3 separate regions of the Sus scrofa genome follow, and all the other regions are linked to region 3. Evidence: chromatin contacts called from public HiChIP or PLAC-seq data. All regions are on one chromosome and are shown on one strand. Each heading gives the region's core, a stretch centred on a gene start, on an enhancer-like site or on the middle of the called end of the contact. The rest is flanking DNA. Distances are from core to core; before and after follow the strand shown.

Region 1 (2,700 bases), core at 49-2,548, 150 kb before region 3:
CGCGTCTGCAACCTACACCACAGCTCACGGCAACGCCGGATCATTAACCCACTGAGCAAGGGCAGGGATCGAACCCGCAACCTCATGGTTCCTAGTCGGATTCATTAACCACTGCGCTACGACGGGAACTCCCAGACTGCTTTTCCACCTGAGATGTGGAAAGGCCAATCTATCTGGAAGTTAGTTAAAATGATTTTTGCATTAACTGATAAACTCAGCAGATTTCCTTCCCTGAAACTAACATTTTACATTCCTCCTATGAGAAACCCACTTCTGAATCTTTTCCAGAGCTCAGATTCCTTGGTATTCAGATTTTGTCACCATTTACATGGTATTATTTTGTGAGTGGAACATTGACTATGAAGGGTAGTAGTAGCAGGACACAGGTCTGGGGTAAGGACAGCGTGAAAGAAACTCTAGGACTGGTTTCTTTCTCTTTCTTCATCTGATTGTCTCCGGAGGCTGTTCTGAGGATCAACTGATAACTTGAGGAGTGCAGGTCCAGTGCGAGGCACCGTGAATGCCACATTCACTGTGGCGGTGGGGTTGTTCTCCAGGTTGCTGCTGTTATTACTGGGACTGAAAAGATAGCTCTGACCCGCATCAGCTCAACTTCCTTCAACTAGCAGATAAAAATTAGCCTTATGGTTGCTGAGCTGGGTAATGGTTTTTGTATTTTGCCCTCATTCAGCCAGTGAAAGCTGGAGTCCACAGACTTGTGAAACACTTGAGCCAGGGGCAGTCATGTGCTTCACAGTTCCATCCCATTTTAAGCTTTCAAGCGACATAATTGCTGAGCTTTTTATCGTAATAAAAATACAGGCCGTAAGCAATTCGGTCCCTTAGAATTCTCTGTATCTCTCTTAGAGGGCAGAAGGATTCTTTGTGACCTCAGATTCGATTCTGTTTAGGGGTCCCCTCCCTCCCCCACGTCTGTCTGCAGGTTTTTTTCCAGACTGCCCTCGTGCTGAATGGAGAGCAGGAAGGGAGCCCAGCTGGTTTCCTTGTGTTGGCTCTCGGCGGCGCAGGGCAGGAATTGCTGAGCAAAGATCAGCATTTCTCCAGGGGGTTCACAAGGGTAGTACAAACTCAGTCTGGGTTTTTCTTTAACTTTTTTCTTTTGAATTATTATTAAAAACTTCTGCCAAATACTCTTGGTGAGGGGGGAAAGTACACAAAGTCTGAAGTGTAGTTGGATCAGCCTTTTAAAAAATATCAACTTGAATGAAGGAGGAATGTCTTGCACGTCTTTAATATTCTACATTTAATGAGAGACAGTTGCTCTCTGAGAAAGTCACTTCTGACTCCACCCACTATTGTGCAACCTTGCTCGGTATGCAGTGAGACAGTACATAATTAAAATTCCTTTGGAAATGGTTGCCCAATGATTGACATTTGTTCCAAAATACATCATAATGGTAAATGTGGAATCTCAGATTCCAGTGATTTTTTTTTAATGGAAAGAAAATAAAACGAGGGTTTTTTTTTTTTTGAAAGTGTGATTGAGCTTTTTTAAAAAAAAAATCAAAGCAATACAATAAATTTATGTCCCGTCTTGCTCTCAACGAGCTGGCAGTCCAGCAGGGGCGATCAGAGTTAAGTTGAGGAAGGAAGAGAAATCAATATACAGAATATGAATTGCCTTCTATAGAGTAGAAGGCTGTTGAGATTCCAAAGAGGAAGAGGTGATGAAGATGCTTTTACCAACTAATATATGGACACTTGCTGTCACTTCAAACACAGATAACTGTTAGTATTGTTGAGAATGATTTGACTTGCCCCCCTTTCCCAGGACCAATGCTGCCCAGCCCTAGGGATCTCTCTCGATGCCATGGCTTCCTGGAGTCCTTTCCATCTGATATCTGTCTGTGCCCCAGGCTCCATTTCCCCCAGGATTCTCTGCTTCCAGACAGCTGCTTCTTTCTCTCTTTTCAGATGGAATGGACTGGTGAGATCCATGGGGTGCAGCCCCACAGTTGGGAAGGCTGTATATATATATATTTTTTGGTTCCGGGAACTCCTGGAAGGCTGTTATCTTAAGACCTTGGATCCTCCAATTCGTAAATATCACCATAACAATCATGATTAGAGGAGTTCCCGTCGTGGCTTAGTGGTTAATGAATCCGACTAGGAACCATGAGGTTGCGGGTTCGATCCCTGGCCTTGCTCAGTGGGTTAAGGATCTGGTGTTGCTGTGAGCTGTGGTGTAGGTTGCAGACGCAGCTCGGATCCTGTGTTGCTGTGGCTCTGGCGTAGGCTGGAGGCTGCAGCTCCGATTCGACCCCTAGCCTGGGAACCTCCATATGCCTTGGGAGTGGCCCAAGAAATGGCAAAAAGACAAAAAAAAAAAAAAAAATCATGATTAGAAAAATCTACCACCAAACCAGGATTTGGATGCAAAGAGTTGGTGAGCACATCCAAACACTAGCATTACAAAGCCTCAGCAGACTTACAGTTGACTACATGACCAAGAATTTGGGGTTATTCCTGAAGAGTCAAAACTCAGATGTTATCTGTCAGTGCCAGGGGCTGTTCATGCTGTTTGACTTTTGAATACACGAATGCATGCATGATGCGGGAATAAGTGCAACATGTGCGTGACCCACATAATTTGCCACCTTTTGCTGTTTTGTTTAGTGGTGTCGATCCCTCAGCTCTACTGGAAAAAAATTTCATGCCTATTAGTTTTGGTTTCTACAT
Region 2 (2,700 bases), core at 7-2,506, 200 kb before region 3:
TGCATCAAGGTTGTTAACTGGAAGCTGAAAATTATTTGACCCACTGGGTTTTCTTTCTTTCTTTTTTCTTTTTTTTTTTTTTTGTCTTTTCTGGGGCCGCTCCCATGGCATATGGAGTTTTCCAGGCTAGGGGTAGAATAGAGCTGTAGCCGCCGGCCTACGCCAGAGCCACAGCAACGTGGGATCCGAGCCACGTCTGTAACCTACACCACAGCTCACAGCAACGCCAGATCCTTAACCCACTGAGCAAGGGCAGGGACTGAACCCGCAACCTCATGGTTCCTAGTCGGATTCGTTAACCACTGCGCCATGATGGGAGCTCCCCATTGGGTTTTCTTTTACCTCTCTCTTTTCTTTTCTTTCTTCCTTTCTTTCTTTTCTTTTCCTTTTCCTTTTTTTTTTTTTTTTTTTTTTGCTTCTTAGGGCTGTACCCACGGCGTATGGAGGTTCCCAGCCTAGGGGTCCAACTGGAGCTACAGCTGCCGGCCTATACCACAGCCACAGCAACATCAGATCCGAGCCACATCTGCACCCTACAGCACAGCTCATGGCAATGCCAGATCCTTAACCTACTGAGCAAAGCCAGGGATCGAACCCGCAACCTTTCGGTTCCTAGTCGGATTTGTTTTTGCTGCACCACAACGGGAACTCCCGCTCTCTCTCTTTTCAAATAGACTTTCCTCCCTCCCTTCCTCTCTTCCTTTCTTCCTTCCCTCCTTCATCTCTTTCTTTCTTAAGTTCATGCTATCTGACATGATGAAGTGACATCCTAGGTTACACAGAAGAGACATGAAATGAGGGGGCGTGAGAAGCTGGTCAAGTTTTGCTCCAGTCCTGAGGGTAGACAGCTGAGCCGGAATAAAAGCCAACCAGAAGCCCTGCTGCTCACCAGGACACACCTCTGATATCCAACCCAACTTGGAGGCCTCCCTCGTGCAAACAATATTAAGCATTGTTCTGGAGCTGAGCATGTGGTTTGAGTTAGAATTGAGCCAGGCTCCAGAAGTTGGATGCAGTCCAGAACTGACCAGAGTCGGCCTTAAGTTGGTCTTGACCTTTGGTTTGGACCTCCCAGGACTACTGTCTTCCAGAACCCTCCTCTGTCCCTTTGAAGGAATACATTCCTGTCTTGGGCCTGGACCAAATTTAAACCAGTCTTCTAGAGATTTTTGAAGGGCTTTTAGGGCAAAGGACAGGACAGAACGGCCTCTTCCCTCAATGTCATTTCTTTGACTTCTGCTTTACTTGGCAACCTGATTTCTCATTTTCTGAATGGATGTTCCTCTGGTCATTTGCCCAGGAAAACAGCTCCGGGTGAGGGACCACAGGAGAGTGTTTTATATCTCTTGGGAAGGGAAAGGTTAAATTTTGTTTCCAAGAGCACTGGCTGCATGAATTCTTGGATGCAGCGGTCCCCAGGAGAGTGCTGTGGAGGAGGTGTAGCCAGAGGTATAGCTCCACGCAGGCAGGAGGGGGCTACGCAGCACTGCTTACAGCAGCTTCTGCTAAGGCCAGACTGATGAAATCAAAGATGAGCTTCAAGTTCTGGACTTAGATTCTTTACATTAAACACTGTAACCACTTTTTCTTTCAGTCTTGCCTCTAAGCTACTCTGGATTTTAAAACTCTAGCTATGAAATAACATCGACTGAAGTTTCTGGCATTTACCAGCCTGGGCCCAAACCCTTGCTGAAGCTTGTTTCAACATTGAGCATTTGTCTTTTAGCTAGTCTGACAATGTATGGGAGCACGTTGCTGGTAATAGGTTGCTGGTGATTCAGAGTCGAACATTTAGGCATCGGATCTATGATTTGAGTTTACCAATTTGATTTGTATATGCTATGGTCATATCATAATTCGGATTTGGAAATCTGGCTTCTACTGGCACCATGGGGCAGTTTTGCCTGACTTAATTGCATATTTAAATATAAGGCTGGAGCCAAAGCTAAAAAAGCAGATGGATTTGGAAAAGGAGATTGTCCTGTTTTGAGGTCAAGTGTAAAGCCAAGAAATTGCTGGAGCAGCTCTGACAGGGATTTCAGGAAAAGAGGCTTGTAATATTTCCATTTCTCTCGGGTTTGCAGTCTGGCTCAAAATGTAGTAAGATCAGCCCTTTTTCCAAAGGTCTTGGTATTTCTGCAGTTGTTTTCAAAAAGTCTTAAAAATGAAAAGTGAGTAGTCCTCAGAATCTCAAGTGTCTATATCCCAGTGACCAAACCTTTTGGATGATCTAAGAGGGAAGGAGTGGCAGCCACATAAGTGGAGGTGTGGGTGACACAGTGCACATGTGGAGGCTGCTCTTTCAGATATGACATCATGCTGATGGCACCTGAGAGCTGCAGAGTGCGTCGGCTCTATGGCAAGCTCCCTGCAGCGTCTTTTCTAAGAGCTCTGCACATGATGTTTCTACCTTCTGTTATTTTAGATCCTTTTTGTTCAGTTCGCTTGAGTCAGTTGGGCCCTCTGACTAGGTCAGTAAACATCTCAAACTTTCCAATTGGTCTGGTTAGTCCAGTGTTAATATGTTACTTACTTTCACTACTGAGAAACTGTATTTTAAAGCATTTTTAATGAATCCTTCCAGCATTATCCTTTGGCCTATAGAAAAAGAAACTAGAGTTTAGAGAATGTATGTGATTGGTTCAAATCACATAAACAGACCCCTGGATCATAAGACCTACAGAACAGTCTATTTTACAT
Region 3 (2,700 bases), core at 85-2,584:
CAGCCTGGCAAGTTTTGCCGAGGCCTGCCCAGGGCAGCCGGGTGGCCAGGGCTGCCTTGGCATCTCCACAGCCATCTGGGTGCAGTGACACTCCGTGTGTCTTTCTCAGTGCCATCGCCTCCATCCTGAGAGCCTGGCTTGACCAGTGTGCGGAGGACTTCCGAGAGCCACCTCACTTCCCCTGCTTACAGAAACTCCTGGAGTATCTCAAGCAGATGATGCCAGGCTCTGACCCGGAGAGACGAGCACAGAATCTTCTGGAGCAGTTTCGCAAGCAAGAAGTAGAAACTGACAGTGAGTACTTGTCAGAGTCCAGGGAAGATGTTAGACTCTGGTTCTGCACACCTCCGGCCTGAGCAACTGTAGGGAATGTTCTTTGTGTACTTATTTAATAGAGGGCCTTGGTTTCCCTCGGGACAAGCCGCCCGAGGGCTGGCGGGAGTGGGTGTAAAAGTCTCAAGGTTACTGAAGTGCTGATTCAGGGCCTGTAGAGCTTTTTAGGGCCAAGGGGATATTCAAGACCACCCAGTCAGACTCCCTCGCTGTAGATGAAAAAGCTGTGGAAACAGAGGCTCAGAAAGGTGCTCTTGCCCCTCTCCTTGTCATCACATACCTCGCTGAACCGGAATTTGCTTTTCATTATCGACCTGAGTGGTTCTTCCTTCTGTCAAATGAAAAGCCGCCACAGCCCACCGCCCCCATTCAGCAGGCAAGGACTGAAATTCAGTTCTGCTCCTGGCCTCGCAGAAGCTCAGAAGGCTCAGCAAAGATGTTTCTCCTTGGCTGGAAAGCATCGCTGTCGTCTGTCTCCTGCGGGGACAGATGCCTGTCGTTTCGCATCCCCAGTGGCCTCATCAAAAGGAGGTTTCTGTGGCTGTTTTTTCCTCTGAGGAATTGACTGCCTGTTTTCAAGGACAGACGAAGGGCCACCACTGCAGGTCATGAGCTGCTAGGAACTATCAGGCTTTGAAGAAAGTCAGAAAGAGGTTTGGACGGCCTGTCAGCATGATGCTTCATCCCCTCACTGGCTGGCTGGGTGATGGGTGCCCTGGCGGCTGACCCACTTAGAGCTTCTGACAGTCATTTCCCTGAAGGGACACCCAGATTCCTCAGCGAGAGAAAGGAAATTATTCCTCAACACCCATTGCGGGGGCGGGCATCCGTGCCGGAGAAAAGAAGCTTAACTCCAAACAGTACCTGTTGAATTTTGTTTTTTTTTTTTATGTGTGGGGGACCACAGAGGGGAAAATGCCATTGCATCATTGGAAGCTGACTGCCAAGTGCTCTGTATCTCGGATGACTTCATCTGCCGGCAATGTTCGGATGCCGGACCTCCACTCCCCTCAGGGCCTCCCCCGCCTGTCTTTGTGCTGGAGTGGATATGTGCTTCGAGCCCAGCTCTGCCCACGGGGGCTGCCCTTGGCTCCAGGCCTAATTGGGGAACCGGTGGGACCGGTGGTTCATTGTTTCCAAGAGGACTGGGAGGCCAGCTCATTTGGCAGGCTGAGGCCGGGCAGAGGGAGATGGCCTGACTTTGGAAAGGCTTTAGGCAATCCCAGGAATGCATTTTTTTTTTTTTCCCCCTGTGTTTGGAAATTTTTAATCAAGAAAGCTCTAAACTCTCTGTTTATTAAGTACAGGAATCATTCCTGAAAACGTTTTAAGAGCTTGCTTGCCGTGTGCTTATTTTTACCCAATTTCATGCTGGCAAAAGCAAACGAGCTCTCCTGCGGGTTTTTTTCCCCAAGTGAAATGTCGCTTCACATTTTTACCTTCTTATCTCTGGAAGAGAGTGCAAAGCTGAGACACTGAAAGCATGGACTGGACCTCAGAGAGAAAGGACCACGTAATCTTCATGCATATCAACATCCAAGGCACATAGCTGGCCACTACGAGTATAGAATGAATGAGATCAAGCACGTAGAGTCCTTGGCTGGAGTGAGCCAGCCTCTGCGTCGCAGAGTGACCGGCTTAGATTTATGTACCGTGGCCAGCAGGAGGGTCGAGAGGCTCATTCTGAACCTTTGGTATTTTCGATGTCTTATTCCTCCACCAAATGAGTGACAACCAGAATTATGTGGAGGCGGAGTGGTAAAATCATGCGGTTTCAGCTTTCTTTAGCTCATGCCTGTTCGTGTCCCAGACCCCAGTCCTGCCTTCCCCAGTCAGGACCCAACCCATTCACATCGGAACCTTCAACTCCAGGCTGAGAAGGCCAGCCTTAAATCGCATACCTGTCACCAGGGTGGACAGATAGCCACATGATGCTCCGACAGGGGACGTGATGTAGGGTCCTAGGAAACTAAGAAAAGACCACCCCAACTGGATCCAAGATGCCTGAAAGTCCTCATTTCCCGGAGGCGTACAATGTAAACATTCCAGAGGACTAGTAACACCTTCCTTTAAAGGTCTGCTAAGATCTAACTGAATGCCACTAGAGTTTTCTTCTTGAGAACAGGTTTGACAGGCAAGAGAGCAAGGAGGGTGAGAGGGGATGAGACTGGGGAACGAGCTGGGCATGGGGAGGTCTCCAGGGGAGGGAGGATAGGGAGGCACTCGGGTGAACCTCCTCCAATTCCACAGTCTTCCAAGATGAAGACGAGCAGTCCCCTTCCATGGCTGAGTGCTTCTGCTTTTGATCTGGAGTCCTAGGTAGTGAGGTTTTTTTTTTTCCTTCCCCCATGTCTTCAGTGGAAGCTG

The links. HiChIP or PLAC-seq counts read pairs in DNA pulled down with a chosen protein or histone mark.
Region 1: an H3K27ac HiChIP or PLAC-seq map of skeletal muscle shows a contact between it and region 3, with 4 times the contacts expected there. The contact joins two enhancer-like sites. A contact is called at or near these places in 2 of 2 datasets of contacts at active chromatin or transcription factors (alveolar macrophages and skeletal muscle).
Region 2: a contact with region 3 is called in an H3K27ac HiChIP or PLAC-seq map of skeletal muscle. The contact joins two enhancer-like sites. A contact is called at or near these places in 2 of 2 datasets of contacts at active chromatin or transcription factors (alveolar macrophages and skeletal muscle).

Annotation. Positions count from the first base shown.
Region 1 is chr9:124,951,238-124,953,937 of Sscrofa11.1, forward strand. The region is part of intron 1 of RGL1 (ral guanine nucleotide dissociation stimulator-like 1); the gene reads left to right. Among named protein-coding and RNA genes, the nearest start is that of APOBEC4, 88 kb to the left of the region's middle. Within about 2 kb of position 1,299, at least 36 of the 83 cell types and tissues checked have an H3K27ac peak or open chromatin away from gene starts, as enhancers often do. A contact at or near this core is called in skeletal muscle, where this site is marked.
Region 2 is chr9:124,901,220-124,903,919 of Sscrofa11.1, forward strand. The region is part of intron 1 of RGL1 (ral guanine nucleotide dissociation stimulator-like 1); the gene reads left to right. Among named protein-coding and RNA genes, the nearest start is that of APOBEC4, 38 kb to the left of the region's middle. Within about 2 kb of position 1,257, at least 13 of the 83 cell types and tissues checked have an H3K27ac peak or open chromatin away from gene starts, as enhancers often do. A contact at or near this core is called in skeletal muscle, where this site is marked.
Region 3 is chr9:125,098,182-125,100,881 of Sscrofa11.1, forward strand. RGL1 (ral guanine nucleotide dissociation stimulator-like 1) reads left to right here. Exons shown (of 19, transcript XM_003357576.5): 6 at 110-294. Among named protein-coding and RNA genes, the nearest start is that of COLGALT2, 190 kb to the right of the region's middle. Within about 2 kb of position 1,335, at least 31 of the 83 cell types and tissues checked have an H3K27ac peak or open chromatin away from gene starts, as enhancers often do. A contact at or near this core is called in skeletal muscle, where this site is marked.